2 separate regions of the Mus musculus genome follow, and region 2 is linked to region 1. Evidence: chromatin contacts called from public Hi-C data. All regions are on one chromosome and are shown on one strand. The core of a region is the stretch at or near the end of the contact, and the rest is flanking DNA. Distances in the headings are between cores, read along the strand shown. Region 1 holds the start of Zfand1 (zinc finger, AN1-type domain 1). Region 2 holds the start of Rbis (ribosomal biogenesis factor).

Region 1 (7,652 bases), core at 3,092-5,591:
TCTGGTTTCTGGTCATCCAGGCAGTGTCCAGTAGGGACATGAGCCTCAAAGTAGATCAGTCATTGTATGGCCATTCCCACAAGTTTTGTGCCTCCGTTGCCCCCACACATCTTGTAGGCTGGGTAGATTGTAGGTCAAAGGTTTTGTGGCTGGGTTGGTGTCAGACTCCCATCACTGGAAGTTGCCTGGTTGCTGAGTTCCAGCTCCATATCCTCCATTACTAGGAGTCCTCACTAGTGTCACCGTCTGAACTGGCTGGTTTCGTGTCAACTTAACACAAGCTAAAGCCATCAGAAAGGAAGAAGCCTCGGTTTAGGAAATGCTTCCGTGAGATCCAGCTGTAAGACATTTTCACAATTAGTGATCATGGTGCATCTCTGGGTTGGTGGCTCCAGCTTCTATAAGAAAGCAGGATGAGCAATGTGAAGCAAGCCAGTAAGCAGCACTCCACCATGGCCTCTGCATCAGCCCCTCCCTCCTGGTACCTTCAGCTGGTCCTGCTTGAGTTCCTGCCCTGACTTCCTCCAATGATGGACTATACTCTGGGAGTGTGGCTGAATTAACTCTTTTCTCCCCAGTGTGCTTTTTAGTCATGGTGTTTTGTCACAACATAGAAACCCTGACTAAGACACCTGCCTAGAATCCTGGGAGTTTCTACTGCACTAGGCTTCACATTGTGCCCTGCAAATGCTTCCCAGTTCCAATCATCTCTTCTTCTACTCTCTTCCTCCCCCTCCAACCCTCCTGTTCTATGTCCCACCCACCTTCAGTCCATCTGCAAAATCTATTCTATTTTCCCTTCCGAGGGAGATCCATGTGTCCCCTTAGAGCTCATCTTGTTACTTAGCTTTCCTAGGACTGTGAGTTGTAGCATGATTATCATCTTCTCAACAGCTAATATCCACTTAAAAGTGAATACATACCATGTTATCTTTGGGGCCCAAGTTAATTTGCTCAGGCCAAGGTTTTCTAGTTCCATCCATTTGCCTGAAAATGTCATGATGTCATCTTTTTAAACAGCTGAGTATTGTGTAGATGTACCACATTTTCTTTATCCATTCTTCAGTTGAGGGACTTCTATACTGTTTCTAGATTCTAGCTACTATGAATAAAGCCACGATGAACATAGTTGAGCTTATATTTGTGGTAGGATAGAGTGTCCTTTGGATATATGCCCAAGAGTGCTATCTGGGTCTTGAGGTAGATTGATTTCATTTTCTGACAAACCACCATATTGATTTCCAAAGAGGTTGTACAAATTTGCTCTCCCACCAGCAATGGAGGAGTGATTTTGATTTGCATTTCCCTGATGGCTTGCAAGTAAAGACAATGGCTGCGCAAGGGCTGGGTGGCCGGCTGCAGAGCACTGAGGCTTCAGAAGACAACAAGGGAAAGGCAGGCTGGGACAACATTTAAAATAAGTTAAATGACAAAGACATCCCTTAGAGATCAAGAGTTCAGTGTAGTTGTGGACTATGCTGTATTTAATTCTGTATCAAATATAGAACAGTAAGTACCTCAAATGTAGGAGATGTTCAGACTGCTTGCTGAATGGACCCAAGAACGATTTTATTATGTAAATAATAGAATCCAAAGCAGGGGTTAGGGTGGGGCAAGGGGGAATGGAGAGCTGGAGTCAAGTAAATTATAATAGGATCTGGGTAGAGCTAATCAGAAACGTGCATAGTGCTGCTAAAGGAGATGTCTGATGTCCCGAGGGACAGAACTATACCTGCACCTTCCTTGCAAGATGTGTATGCTGAAAGCAGAGTAGGGGACAAAGGGTTTCCTAAATGTACCGGATAAGGACCAACGTATAGGCAATTACAGTTTCTTACAGCCATTCCCAACCCTTTAATTGGACCCCAGGAGGAGGGTGGCAAGCATGCAGGTGATTCATAGTTTGAAGGAAATTTGGGAACCCTTGACATAGAAACATTCTAGAGAAAAGAAAATGGCACCTGCCATTAAAGAGCACTCAAAATTCTATTGGACAGGAGGGAGACATTGTGAAGCTGGAGATGGGGTAGAAGAGTCGAGGATGCAGCTGAAAAACTTTACTGAACAAACTACAGAATGCTGTGCCTAATGAAGAAATGAAGGGATATCTTGGGCAAGGAAATGACTTTTTACTCATAAAAATAATCCAGAGAATAAATAGAGAATGAAGAATGTTTCTAAAGAAGACTCCATGGTGTTTAGGGGGCATTTCCATGGCACACATAAGAAAGGGCAGGTTTGGGCATGCATTTGTGCTTCCTAGTGCAGTAGACTGCTTTAGTTAGAAATGGAATGGTACAGGAAAAAAAAAAGCCTTCATTTTGCACTTAAGTTTTATTGTCAAATAACACAGAGCATGTACTCATAACAGACTGCTAGAAATGGAGAGCTCATGTTTTTTTTTTTTTTTTTTAAAAGATTTTTATTTTACATGTATGAATATTTGACTACATACAAGTGTGCACTACATCCACCCCTTTATTTATTGTTATTTATTGTTCTTTTTTTTTTTTTTAATATGTAAGTACACTGTAGCTGTCTTCAGACACTCCAGAAGAAGGAGTCAGATCTCATTGTGAGTGGTTGTGAGCCACCATGTGGTTGCTGGGATTTGAACTCCGGACCTTCGGAAGAGCAGTCGGGTGCTCTTACCCACTGAGCCATCTCACCAGCCCGAGAGCTCATGTTTTTAAAAAAAGTTGTCATGACTAAGTATGGAGGTAGAGGAGTTTCTGATTCATTTATCACTGGAATTTCATCAGTGAGGATATATTTAACAAAGGGGTTGAACACAAATAGATGGAGAGATAGATTTTGGTAAATAATATCTAAAGAAAAAACCAGAAAAGGAGACTCGGGGATAGGAGTAGCTAAACTTTAGTCTTGGGCTGCTATGAGATCTCCAAGAGCTGAAAAAGAAATGTTCTGATTGGATTGGTGGGATATATATTTGCCATCTATTTAGAACATTCAGTCACGGTAACATTCTAGAAAATCTACTGTTGCTTGACTGTACCAACATTAGTAAAACGTAAGTTGCTGAGCCTTAGATTCAAGAAATCGCAAGGGCTGGGAGTTAGCTCTCTGAAAAAACTGTTTGCTGCCCAAGCCTGTGGTGTCTGTTCGAATATCCAGAATGCACTGAAAAAGTATGGTGTGTGGCAATTGTATTCACTTTACTCTTCAGGAGAGCATTTGAGTACCCTTAAGTCACATGGGAGACTATTCAGGTCTGCAGCTGATTGTCACTCATCCACTCTGATTGTGTCCAGTGTCTTGTCAGTAGAAAGACATCCCTTCCTACCCCACCTACAAGGCAAGGCCTCCCCTTAGTTCTAATGAAGAGGCTCGTCAGACATCAAACAGCTCCCTTCATCCTATGACCTAGGAGCTTGCCTCTGCAGTGTGCTCTCCTAACCGAGGAGCGATGTACACTTTAGTTGCATGTATTTTTTTTTTTCCTTACTAGAATTTTAACAAATAATTAAAAGAAGCCTTTAAATTAAAAACAAAAGCCTAATGCTTTCATGGTGAGGGCATTTACTTCAAACTAAAACATCAAGACAATATAGTAATCAGTGTCCCGGTACCTCTCTTGATTGCTATAACATTTTTTTTTTTTGCTAGCATTCTTTTTTTTTTAATTAGGTATTTTCTTCAATTACATTTCCAATGCTATCCCAAAAGTCCCCCATGCCCTCCCCCCACTCTCCTACCCACCCACTCCCACTTCTTGGCCCTGGCGTTCCCCTGTACTGGGGCATATAAAGTTTGCAAGACCAAGGGGCCTCTCTTCCCAATGATGACCGACTAGGCCATCTTCTGCTACATATACATGAGCTCTGGGGGTACTGGTTAGTTCATATTGTTGTTCTACCTATAGGGTTGCAGACTCCTTTAGCTCCTTCTTGCCAGGTCTTTGTTGGCTCCTGGGAATACAGTTACTTAAGAAATCAAGAAATCTTCGTGAGGGAGTTCTCAATTTTGGAGACTCAATGTAGAGAACAGCGAGTGCAGTTTCCAAAAGAGGAGCTAGGTTTTTCTCAAATTTGAGCCCGAGAACCTCAGCTACAAGAATTGAGTTCTACTAAGTCTCTTCTCTTTCTGGAGAGTGCTGGAACCTCCAGGAAGCGCGCAAGTGTCTTCAAGGCCCCGCCTCTCCTGTGGGCCCCGCCCCGCATGCTCGCCTCGCCCCATCGCGGAGTCCCGCCCCACCCCACCGGGGGTCCCGCCCCCGAAAGCCCCGCCTTGCCCCACTACAGGCCCCACCCACCTCACAGGACGCCCCGCCCTCGGTCCTGCCCGCTCCGGACTGACGTTCCCAGCGCTGCCCCGCCCCCTGCCCTTGCGGCGGTGGAAAGATGGCGGAGTTGGACATTGGGCAGCACTGCCAGGTGCAGCACTGCCGGCAGCGAGGTGACGCTGGAAGCCCCATTTTCATCCGCGGGAGACCTGGGCCGGGTTCTGACGGCCGGGGCGGTGGCGGCGGGTGAGGGAGGACGCGGGGCGTGAGCGACCTTCCAGGGTGATACTGGTGGTGTCTTTGTTACTGTTCCTCGGTGTAGGGGCGAACTTTGTGGCTCCCTTGGTTTGCACGCAGATCCCGAATGCACACCTTGCAGACTCCTCGGGGTATCCAGATGGCCTTGCTCAAGAAGCCCTGGTCGGCGAAGCGACTTAGATCAGGACTCCAGTTCCCCTCGGTCCTTACCATTGCCACCGTGGAGCATCCACTTTCCCAGGCTTTTTCTTGATTGATTTTTTATTTTTTTGTCTGACAAATGCGTTGAAGAGCATCAGTTTTCAGCAGTGTGTTCGCAGGTTTTTAGACGTCTTGGTGTTTCTAATATTAACTTAAGCTATTAGTTGCAGATCAGTAAACCACATTTTAGGAAGGTTTAATAAATACTATGGTAATGGTAGACCTTGTCATAAACATAGGCCCTGGTGGTATGCGTCAAAGTTCAGGGTGTTTAGACTCCTATAGCCGGCAAGTCCTTAAAGCGTCAGGCTCACAGTCTGTTAGATCGCACTCCAAATGTGAGCAGAGGGTTTCCTCATGCTGCAGCTTCTGTTAGTTCCTAACAAGGTCTTGAATGCAGCTCTTGGGTTTGGCCTGGATTCCTGCAGTAGGTGATGCCTGCACTAAGCAAAGGCAAGACAGGACGTGTTGTTGTATATGTCCTTTACCATTCACTCAGCAGATCAATTTTGTTTTTGTTTTTTGGTTTTTTTTCCCCATGTAGTCCTTTCCTAGGGAAGCTTGGCTATTTGAATTTGACTGTTAAGTTATATACATCTTGTCAGGTTGATTTACTAGTATGTCTAAATATATCTACCATCTGTGATATAGCTCATCCTTTCCAGTTTCACATATCTGTAGTGTTATTAAGATGAGGCCTATCTCTTGGACTAGCAGAAAGGGGGTGCAGTTAAGTAGGGATATGTGATGCTAAGAAATTATTTTAATCATAACTCTTCCTCCTGGGCTACCTTGAATGGCATATAATACTTGCTTGAACCCTCTAAGTCTCAAAATAGCAAACACAACCAATTTTTCCCATTGAAAGTGACATAATGGGCCAGTGACAAAGTCTGTAATCCAAACCTCGGCGTGTGTCTCAGACAGGAGCATGGCTGTAGGCAGGACCCTCATTCAGAGGCACTAGCCAGGAGTAAGACAGACCCTGCCTCAAAATCACAGTGGGAAGAGAGAACTGATTCCCGAAAAGTTATCCTCCACCCTCCATTTGTGTCAAACAAGAAAACACAACACACACACACAATAATAAGAAAAATAAATCTAAAAAAGTATAAAAATTCTGCAGATTATGTGTTTGAGTTTACATATTGACACATATCTCTAATTTCTTGGCATGAAATTGAAGCTCACAGTATTATGATTCGTTTAATAACAATAGTGATAGCTCACTAGGCGCTTCTCATTCTAGGAAAACATTCGGGCCCTTAGTCTGCAAGCATGATTACCTAGGGGGACCCTCTTGGCATTTTGGATTAAGATACCCTACAAGGTATCTTTTCTGGACTATTAAAGTTCTCTGTAAAGGACTGAGCAGTACTGTCTGGTTGCCATTGTGAAAGCAGTGTGACTGGGTTTGTGTAGCTTATGTGGCCACTTGCTGGGATTCATATATGAGATAGATTGAAGTCAGTTAGAAAGTGACTGAGCCAGGTATGGGGGCTCATACTGTATTTCCAGCACTCTAGAGTCTGAAAAAGGGGGAATGAGGAGTTTAGAGGCCAGCCTTGGCCATATGAGACCTGTGTCAAACAGAAAATAAACACAAAAAAGTGATTGTTTTTAATAATTAGTTTCTATAACTGAGGATTGATACTTGTGTGAACTTTACAAAGTATATGTATATAGACAGCATTAGTATGAATTAACTAATAAGGAATTATAGATATAAGTGAGATTGATACATACACATATATCTATGTGAGAGAGAGAAACATATATACAGCATATACTACATGTATATCTGCGGCTTTATTATTAAGTAAACTACTTACTATTGCTAGATTGATGTTAAATGGTGTCAGAATTAAAACCCAGAATTTTGACACCAAATGCATACATTCTGCAGCACACTGTTCTAAAAAAAAAAAAAAAATACCTAGTAAATCTTGGAAACAAAACAATGGAGAAAAATACCACCATTGTTTTTTTGTTTTGTTTTGTTTTAACAAAGTTACTAAGTAACATCTACCTCCCATTGATTGAGCCACTTTCCTAGAGTTGGAGATTTGGTACTTTTTGGTTAATAATGATTACATAGTAATGATATACTGGGTCATTGGAAAGAAATTTTTTCTTAGAGTTGGCAGCAGATTTTTTTGCTTAAGAAAACTAAATCAAGCCAGGCAGTGGTGGTGCACGCCTTTGATCCCAGCACTTGGGAGGCAGAGGCAGGCAGATCTCGGAGTTCCAGGCCAGCCTGGTCTACAGAGTAAGTTCCAGGACAGACAGGATTACTCAGAAAAACTATGTCTCGAAAAACCAAAACAACAAACAAACAAACAAACAAAACTACATCAAAATCAGACACTAACCAGGACCTACTATATTTTCCTCTAATTTTAGATTTTCTTCCATTTGTGTGTGATGGTTGTTCAGGAATATTTTGGTAAGTTACATTTGTATGTAGGATATGAAAAGAATTTTGGTGGTTGTCAATATGGAGTTAATTGTGACAAATATGATGTAAACCATAATTCAGTCAGTCTTTTCCACAAGTGACTACAACGCTGAATAGGAACTGTCAGTGGCTAAAGTTACAACACTCTTCTACATCATAATTCCAGCACTCTAGAGTCTGAAAAAGGGGGAATGGATTTGGAAAGTCATGCCTTGACTTTCATCCCTTCATTTACTGATTCAGTTCATAAACAATCTAGCAATAGTAAGTAGTTTACTTAATAATAAAGCCGCAGATATACATGTAGTATATGCTGTATATATGTTTCTCTCTCACACATAGATATATGTGTATGTATCAATCTCACTTATATCTATAATTCCTTATTAGTTAATTCATACTAATGCTGTCTATATACATATACTTTGTAAAGTTCACACAAGTATCAATCCTCAGTTATAGAAACTAATTATTAAAAACAATCACTTTTTT
Region 2 (7,652 bases), core at 2,135-4,634, 4.3 Mb before region 1:
AAAAGTTTTAAGTTCCTGAGACCTCTGTGGGAATTGACATTGTACTTGGCAGAACAAGGCATGTAGGTGAGGAACTGACATCCTGGTTGGCAAGTTAAGACATCACTACTAGCCAAGTCAAGGCATCCCACCACAGTTGAATAACCTAACAAATAGGAACAAGATAAGTATACAAAAAAGACATTTTCCTAAGGAAGTACCCAAACTCTAAATTCTGATTGGTGGAATAACTTGGCACAGATGTTTGTGAGTTGCATGCTTTAAATTTCTGTAATGTTCTGAGCAGGGGTCACAGTCAGTTCTCAAGTGTGGTCTGTAGCCCTAATCAATCAGTTCTGGGATGATTGCTCAATCTCTGTCTTATTGAGATCAGTGTTCATGTGGTTTTGGGGGCAACTTCTGGGCCCCAACGAATAGGTTTCTAGAATCTAGAATTATTTCTTTCATAAGTGGCATACTTTTGTGCATTTATTATAGTCTTTATGTATATTGCTAAGCATCATTATTCTTGCACACCCATAATCAAGGTTATGGTGACCTCTTGAAGAGAATACATGTGTCTTACCTTCCATTTAGGTTCCTGGGTATGGTGGCTTAAATATGCTTGCCCAGGGATTGGCACTATTAGGAGGTATGGCCTTGTTGGAGAAGGTGTGGCCTTGTTGGAGGAAGTGTATCACTGTGGGGGTGGGCTTTGAAGCTCCACCCTAGTTCAGAAGAGACAGTCTGCTCCTGGCTTCCTTTGGATGAAAGTGAAGAACTCTTAGCTCCTCTAAGCTGCCATGCTTCTGCCATGATGATAATGGACTGAACTCTGAACCTGTAAGATAACCCCAATTAAATATCCTTTATAAGATTTGCCATGGTCATGGTGTCTCTTCACAGCAATGGAAACCCTAACTAAGGCATGGGGTGTTCTGATTATTTTAGGAGACTGAAACCAGTCAGGAGAAGTAGATTAATGGGCTGATTTTAGAGTATCATCAGCACAAGGTTGGGTTTGCTCCTTAGACCACCATGACTTTGGTGATAGGGGGTTTTAATTATGTGTGGTCTCTTTTGCCTTACTCTTTATTTAACCCTTGAATTACTTCCAAGATCGTTGCTTCAGAATGGGCCTATATGAATGAAGCATTAGTGAGTCTCAGCAGAACTGAGGTTTTTGAAAGATGTGATAGTCAGTCTTGCTGACTTGATAAGATTTAGAGTCACCATGAAAATGAACCTCTAGGCATGTCTGTGAAGGCTGTCTTAGATTAGATTATTTGAGCGTGAAGGCCCACTGTGAATATGGAAAATTCCATTCCCTGGTTTGACTTGCAAACTACATAAAAAAGGAGAAAGGAACTGAGTGGCTGCACTTATCTCTCTCTGCATCCTGACTGTGCATGCTTCCAGCTCCGGCCTGATTGCTTCCACCATACTGGACTGCAAGACAAGTATTCCTTCCTTGAACTACATTTCTCAGGTATTTTGTTGAAGCAATGAGACAAATAACTAAAATAGATACATATGGTATATATGATTTTAGCCACCTTCAAGGCTGCTAGAAAAATTACAGGACAGCCAGGTGAGGTGGTGTGTGTTTATAATCCCAGCAACTGGGGAGGCCAAGTCAGTAATCCTGAAAGTTTGAGCCAGCCTGGGTTAACAATGAACTCTGGTAATATGATCTTTGTAAATATTTTTAAAGATTTTCAAAAGTCACCAATCGTTTTTTTCCTATACTTAATAGATCATTTGGTCACAGAATAAAATGGCATTTTGAGTTAGCATGTTCCTTATCTTTATTACCATAACATCCTATTCTGGTTTAGATTTCACTAATTCTCACAATTTTTTGTAATAATAGACTCAAAATCCCTTCAAGTACATAGGATTAAAAAAAAGTTCAAGGTATGCCTGATCTTTTATCTCTGATAGTTGAGCATTGTTCTTCCAGCTACAACTGAACCCAGGCAATCATAAGACATTGTGGGTTTTCTGGTTACAATACTTAAGCCAGTAGTACTGCCAGGCCATATTTCAAAGGTCCAGTTGTTTTCCCATCGTGGTGCCTTTATGTTCTCCCAGTTGCTGGATGGGATGGTCGCTTGAAGTCCCAGTTTCCCAGTGTTCTGTTGAGCCCCCACTAAGCCTAAGCAGCAGCATTCTCCCTAGCCCCTGTAGGGAAGCCCAGTCTTACCAGGTCCAACAAGGACCACTTAATGTGATAAAAGGGGTTACCCAGAAAGGATGCTGAGAAAATAATCAATGTCTGAATCTGGCAATAGCCTTCTATATAGGAGGCAGAGGGAAATACATTAACCTTTCTAGTTTGCCTTGTTAGCTGACAATAACACAGAAACGGATGTCTCCTTGCCTTGTATAATTCCTCTGCTTTTACCTGTACAACTATGTTTTTCCTTGGTATATGTAGCCTTATGTCACCATTTCAAACTAAAAGCTACACTCCACAGATTTTACAACCACGATGGTATTCTTTTACATATGTTGCTTTGCCTTGTACAAACATGTCAATAACTTCACATTTAAGGAACATACTTATGCCCCTCTCATTTGCTTCAGAATTCATAACTCTAGTTTTGCAAAATAGTTTAATGTTTTTCTATAAGTTTGGTTACTTGTGGCATCACTCTTACTCTCACACAAGGTAGACTTTTATTGTTTTGCCTTTCTTGGGGCAAGGGGATCTAATTCAAGGGCATCATTACCTGTGATATGAGCTTCACAGGTACTTATGTTTTTAGAACTTCACAGGCATTTTGAATACAAATTGGATATAAATATATATATATAATTTTGAATGATTTCTTGTACATCTGCTGTGCTGTAGGAAATTTTCTTTTTTGAACAAGTAAGTAACTTGAAAAGGATGCGAACTTTTTCTTCTTGTATGGACGCCGCCCTCGGTCGTGGCGCCACCTCTCGGACACTGCAGGGCCCGCGGCTTCGATTGGTGACACCAAGCATCTGAGACCGGAAGGACAGACTTCTCTGGCGAGAATGTTTTTCGCCTTTCGTGGGTGACGACCACCGGGTCAAAGGCGCGGGGTCCTAGCGAGGCGATGCGTGGAACCTCACCGGTGGGAGGCTTCTTCTCAAGTACCAGCTTAAACCTATGAAAAACGTCCATGGCATGCTAGTAGGCGAAGCTCCACTGAGTCGACTCCTCCTCCCCTTCGAAGGCGGCTCCTTCCGAGTGGGCGGGGTCACGGCGGACACGCCAGGCCCCGCCCAGGCTACTGTGAAGGGCCGGGCTAAGAGGCACCAGAGGGAGCTGAGGGCGTGGCCCGCTCGGGGAAGCCGGTTCGGTGGGTGGGGTTACGGCTGGAAAGCTCTCAATTGACTGGCTCGTCTTCCCGGAACTTCCTGTGTCCTGAGCTTGTGGATGGCGTCACTGTGAACCTGAGCAGCCGCGTGAACTTTGGTGAGAAGCTAATGGGGTTTTTCGGAGCGCTGGGGTGAAATGTTTGGGGCTCAGGCAGGGCGTGGTGGGAATGCTGGCTGCGGCGGCTCCGAGGGCTCTGTTCTGCCAACTTCTAGTCCTCTATCGATTCCTCGTGGGCGATCGAACTCCCGGGGTGCCCAGGCCCGAAACCTTGCGGCCACCCCTTAGCAGGGTATTTTAACAGTGTCTTCATCACAACTTTAAAATAGCACTTTTCCAAAATCTAGGTTTTAGTTAGGCTGCAGATCTTCTCGAATCTTTCTGTGTTTCCATCTTAGTAAGCATCGCTCGTCATTTGAGTCTGCAACACTATCCTTTGTTTGCTTAATGTTGATGTTAATATTTGTGCATGTAAAGTATCTGGTTGTGTATATATACGTACCCATTCTTTATTACTTCAGACTTAGTAAATAATTAGTAAGTAATAGATGAGAGGGTAGATGGGATGGAGGAGGTTAGATAACAGGTTGAATGACTTTTTACTTATTTTTACTCCTGTACGCATGCATTTTCTACTGTAATATTTTTGAGCAGAAGTACTGTTAGGGTTCAAGAGTGTGTTATGTGTGTATGTATGTTATGTATGTATGTAAATACATATGTATATATGTATTTGCACAATACATTCATTATATGTTGTATATATGGGAACATATATGCACATTGTGCATCCATATTGTTTGATTAAAAAACAAAAACATGCCAGGCACATTCACTGTATATGCATATTCCCTGTGTATGTATATTGAGGCTGTATTGGTGGAAGTTTTAGCCAAGATAGAAAGTTAGAGCAAAATGGAAAGGGAAGATATGACAGATTTTAGGCCAGAGCCAGTAGTACCAAGGATGAATAGACCAAGACATATTGCCCAGTGTATGTCAGGGCAACCATTGATGACTTTAATTTCTGGGCAGTTTATCATTTCATACTTTATAAAAATTACCACTGGGTGCAGTTGACTTGTGCAAAACTTTGGGAAACTTTCAGTAAAGAGAAAGATAAACAAAACAGTCTTTGTGGGCCAGAGTTGCAGCAGAAAAGCAGCCAAAAGCATATAGTGCAAGTGAAGATAATGAACTTCAGTAAATACCTACCACAGGTGCCTGGCATGAGTTTGCTTATGATCAAACAAAAGCAGGAAATGTAGCAGGAATGTAGAAATGTTCATGAGAAAAGCAGTATATCATAGTGACCGCTAGTCTAACTTGTATGGCTTTAAACCTTTGCATCACTTTTTAAATCTGTAAGATGGGGATAATGGTATTTACCACAAAGGGTCGGTTGTGTGTGTTGACAATACCAAGTTTAACCAAGAGCCCTTAACTAGGTGTCTCAGACCTGGTGCTAGGGATGCAGCAAGGACTGAGATGTGTGTGCCTCCTACCTCAAAACCTGGCAAATGTCTGGGAATGAAAAACAGGATTTATGTAACAACTTTTAAAATAATCAGAACTAAGATACCTTAAAATTTTACATTGATTTGTGGTTCAAAATATAAGCAGTTTAACTGAACCCTACTCTCTTTTCTAGACAATGGCCAAGAACAAATTAAAAGGGCAGAAGTCCAGGAATGTATTTCATATAGCTAGCCACAAAACTTTCAAGGCTAAAAACAAGGCAAAACCAGTTACTACTAATCTTAAGAAGGTGAGTATTTAAGTATTCTGGCATTGATTATAAGCAAAATGTAAACTAACAGTGGGATTTTGTTTTTTAAACCAGAAGTTCATAGCCTTCTTACTAGACAAGACTTTTTAAAAATATTAAGGTAAATACTGTTCCTTTTAAAATACAAATTTAAGAGGATTGCACATATACGAGGTGCTACACAATAGGCTACTAGGCTGTATGAGATTATAGAAATCACTGTTTAGACAGTATGAAGGATAGTTCTTACTAGTTCACTTGGCATATATTCAAGATTCCACTTGCAGAGGTATACTATGTAAGCCAGCAGCTTGGTAGCTAGTAGACTGGAATTTAAAAGTCTATAAAATGAAAAATTTGGCTGAAGTACAATTTTTTATTCTTCAAAATAGGTGCTTGAGCGATGGCCTAGCGTTAAGAACATTTATTGCCTTGGCAGAGGACCATGTCTCCCAACTGACTGTAACTCCAGTTTTAGGGATCTGATATCCTTGCCTGGCCTCTGTGGCACCCTTTATGCACATGGTGGATATAAACTTATGCAGATGCACATACAGAAAAAAATTATGTCTTTCTACTTCAAAATACATGAGAAAAAATTTTCAAGGCCAGCCTGGTCTACAGAGTGAGTTCCAGTACAGCCAGGGCTACACAGAGAAACCCTGTCTCCAAAAAAAAAAAAAAAAAAAAAAAAAAAAAACATGATTAAGTAGATCATACTTTAGCTTTCTAGGATGTAACAGTTATAACAACAGTCCACCACCACCCCACCCTGAAAATACCTGTAAAACCAAAAGGTTCGAAGTTTTTGTTTCTCTCAAGAACTGGGATATAGTTTCTAAAGGAGAACCTATATGGTTTCTTAACTATAGAGGAAGTAAAACTGGATGGGATGATAAGTCTGGAGTTTTCCACAGGCTTGTCTTTGTAGTTTGAAGGACCTGAATGAAGATGAGTTAATTCTACAGAGCTGGGGAATCCTGGGAGCAGTATCTTTTACCAAGAACATTCATCACTCCAAACCAGGAAAGAGTGTAGTCTATTTAAGGAAGATTGCTTTGTTGAACTATGATATACTAGAACTTTTACATAAGCTGAGAGGATCAGAAAAGGGTCTAAGTAGGTAGCCTAGAGTTCATATCTTTTCATATCTCCAGAAAGTAGTTTAGATTTGATGTTCGTGATAGACTAGAATTTGTGACAATGAATTTAATGAAGCCAGCCAGCAGCCAGCCAGTTGTAACTTTAGTTAGCTTAACATCTGGACTCAGGTCAACTGTGCTTAGCCAGGTTACCAAGCAGATTTTGTCGAGGGAGAAAAGAAATGGCTGTAATGAAGTGGTTGAGTCACAGTTTGGACTCCATGCTAGTGATGGGAAGTTTTTGAGTGGAACAGGTGAACTGTAAGCTGAAGGTGTCTTACAGGAGCAGGGGGTAGAGGTTGATTGTGAAGGGTCTAACAGCTCAGGACCTTCAGAGGAACAGGCATTAGACTAGGTTTGTTGAACTCATTCAGCAATGACTCCATACATACAGTGTCAGAGTCCGTGTTTTCAATGTTTTACAAAGCAGCAAATACATGTGGTGTTTCTGGGTGACAGTAGTCAGGGAGAAGTACTGGTTAGCTCATGAAGATGGTGGGACAAAGGAGCCAAAGGCTTTTAAGGAGAAACTGACAGTAGTGTTTAATGCACCATTTCTTTTCCATGCTTAGATTCAAGAGGGCTACTAGAACATCCTTCTAGAGAAAGTGATCCAGAAAAGGGCTCAAGAGTTTTCTATTTGAAGGGACTAAAAGCCTTTGTTCCAGGTTCCTTATCTTTAAGTGAGAGTTAAACACCATAGCTAGAACTGAGCAAATAAAGTTAATCTGTTTATATCTTTAAAATCTTAAGTGTGAAGTAAATCTACATGATTGCTATTAAAAACCTAAACTTCTGACTAAATTTCCTAGAACTATAGTTTTAGTGTGAATTACCAGTTTTATTATTATTACTATAGGATTTATATATTTTATACACTTTAAAAAAAATGTGTGTCTATGCCACATGTATGAATGACATGTGTAGGTGAAGAGTATACTTTAGGTCAGAAGATGAAACTCAGGTGGCAGCTTGCACAGCAAATGCCTTTACCTGCTAAGACATCTAGGCAGTCCAGTACTTAACTTTTTTATGCATAACAAGATAAAAAGATGAGAACATTTTATCTTTAATAGTTATGAGACTGTGGATGCTTTTTTAACAGATAAACATTATGAATCATGAAAAAGTCAACAGAATGAACAGAGCTTTTGTAAATATACAGAAAGAACTTGCAAACTTCTCAAAAAGCCTTTCTCTTAAATCTGTGCAGAAAGAGCTGGTAAGTAGAAATTAGTTGCTCTCCTGACTGAGGCATTGAAGGCTATTACTCTTTTTAAAGTGTAAATTGTCTGTGTTCTTGGTCACATGCTATGGACATAGAAAGAGGGTCACTTGAGGATGAATTAAGGCCTTGCTGGAAGCAAAGAGATACAGCCTCCATGGACCGGATCTCCAACAGCCATGCCAA

The links. A called contact is a pair of places that touch in the nucleus more often than the background predicts.
Region 2: a Hi-C map of muscle stem cells shows a contact between it and region 1, with 5 times the contacts expected there. The contact joins the promoter of Rbis here to the promoter of Zfand1 in region 1. A contact is called at or near these places in 2 of 39 promoter capture datasets (cranial neural crest and pre-B cells) and 3 of 484 Hi-C or Micro-C datasets (CD4 T cells, double positive thymocytes and muscle stem cells).

Annotation. Positions count from the first base shown.
Region 1 is chr3:10,348,006-10,355,657 of GRCm38.p6, reverse strand. Zfand1 (zinc finger, AN1-type domain 1) reads left to right here and starts at 4,341. Exons shown (of 8, transcript NM_025512.3): 1 at 4,341-4,416; 2 at 7,106-7,148. The coding sequence starts at 4,362.
Region 2 is chr3:14,606,988-14,614,639 of GRCm38.p6, reverse strand. Rbis (ribosomal biogenesis factor) reads left to right here and starts at 3,384. Exons shown (of 4, transcript NM_001099674.1): 1 at 3,384-3,430; 2 at 4,983-5,099; 3 at 7,347-7,463. The coding sequence starts at 4,986.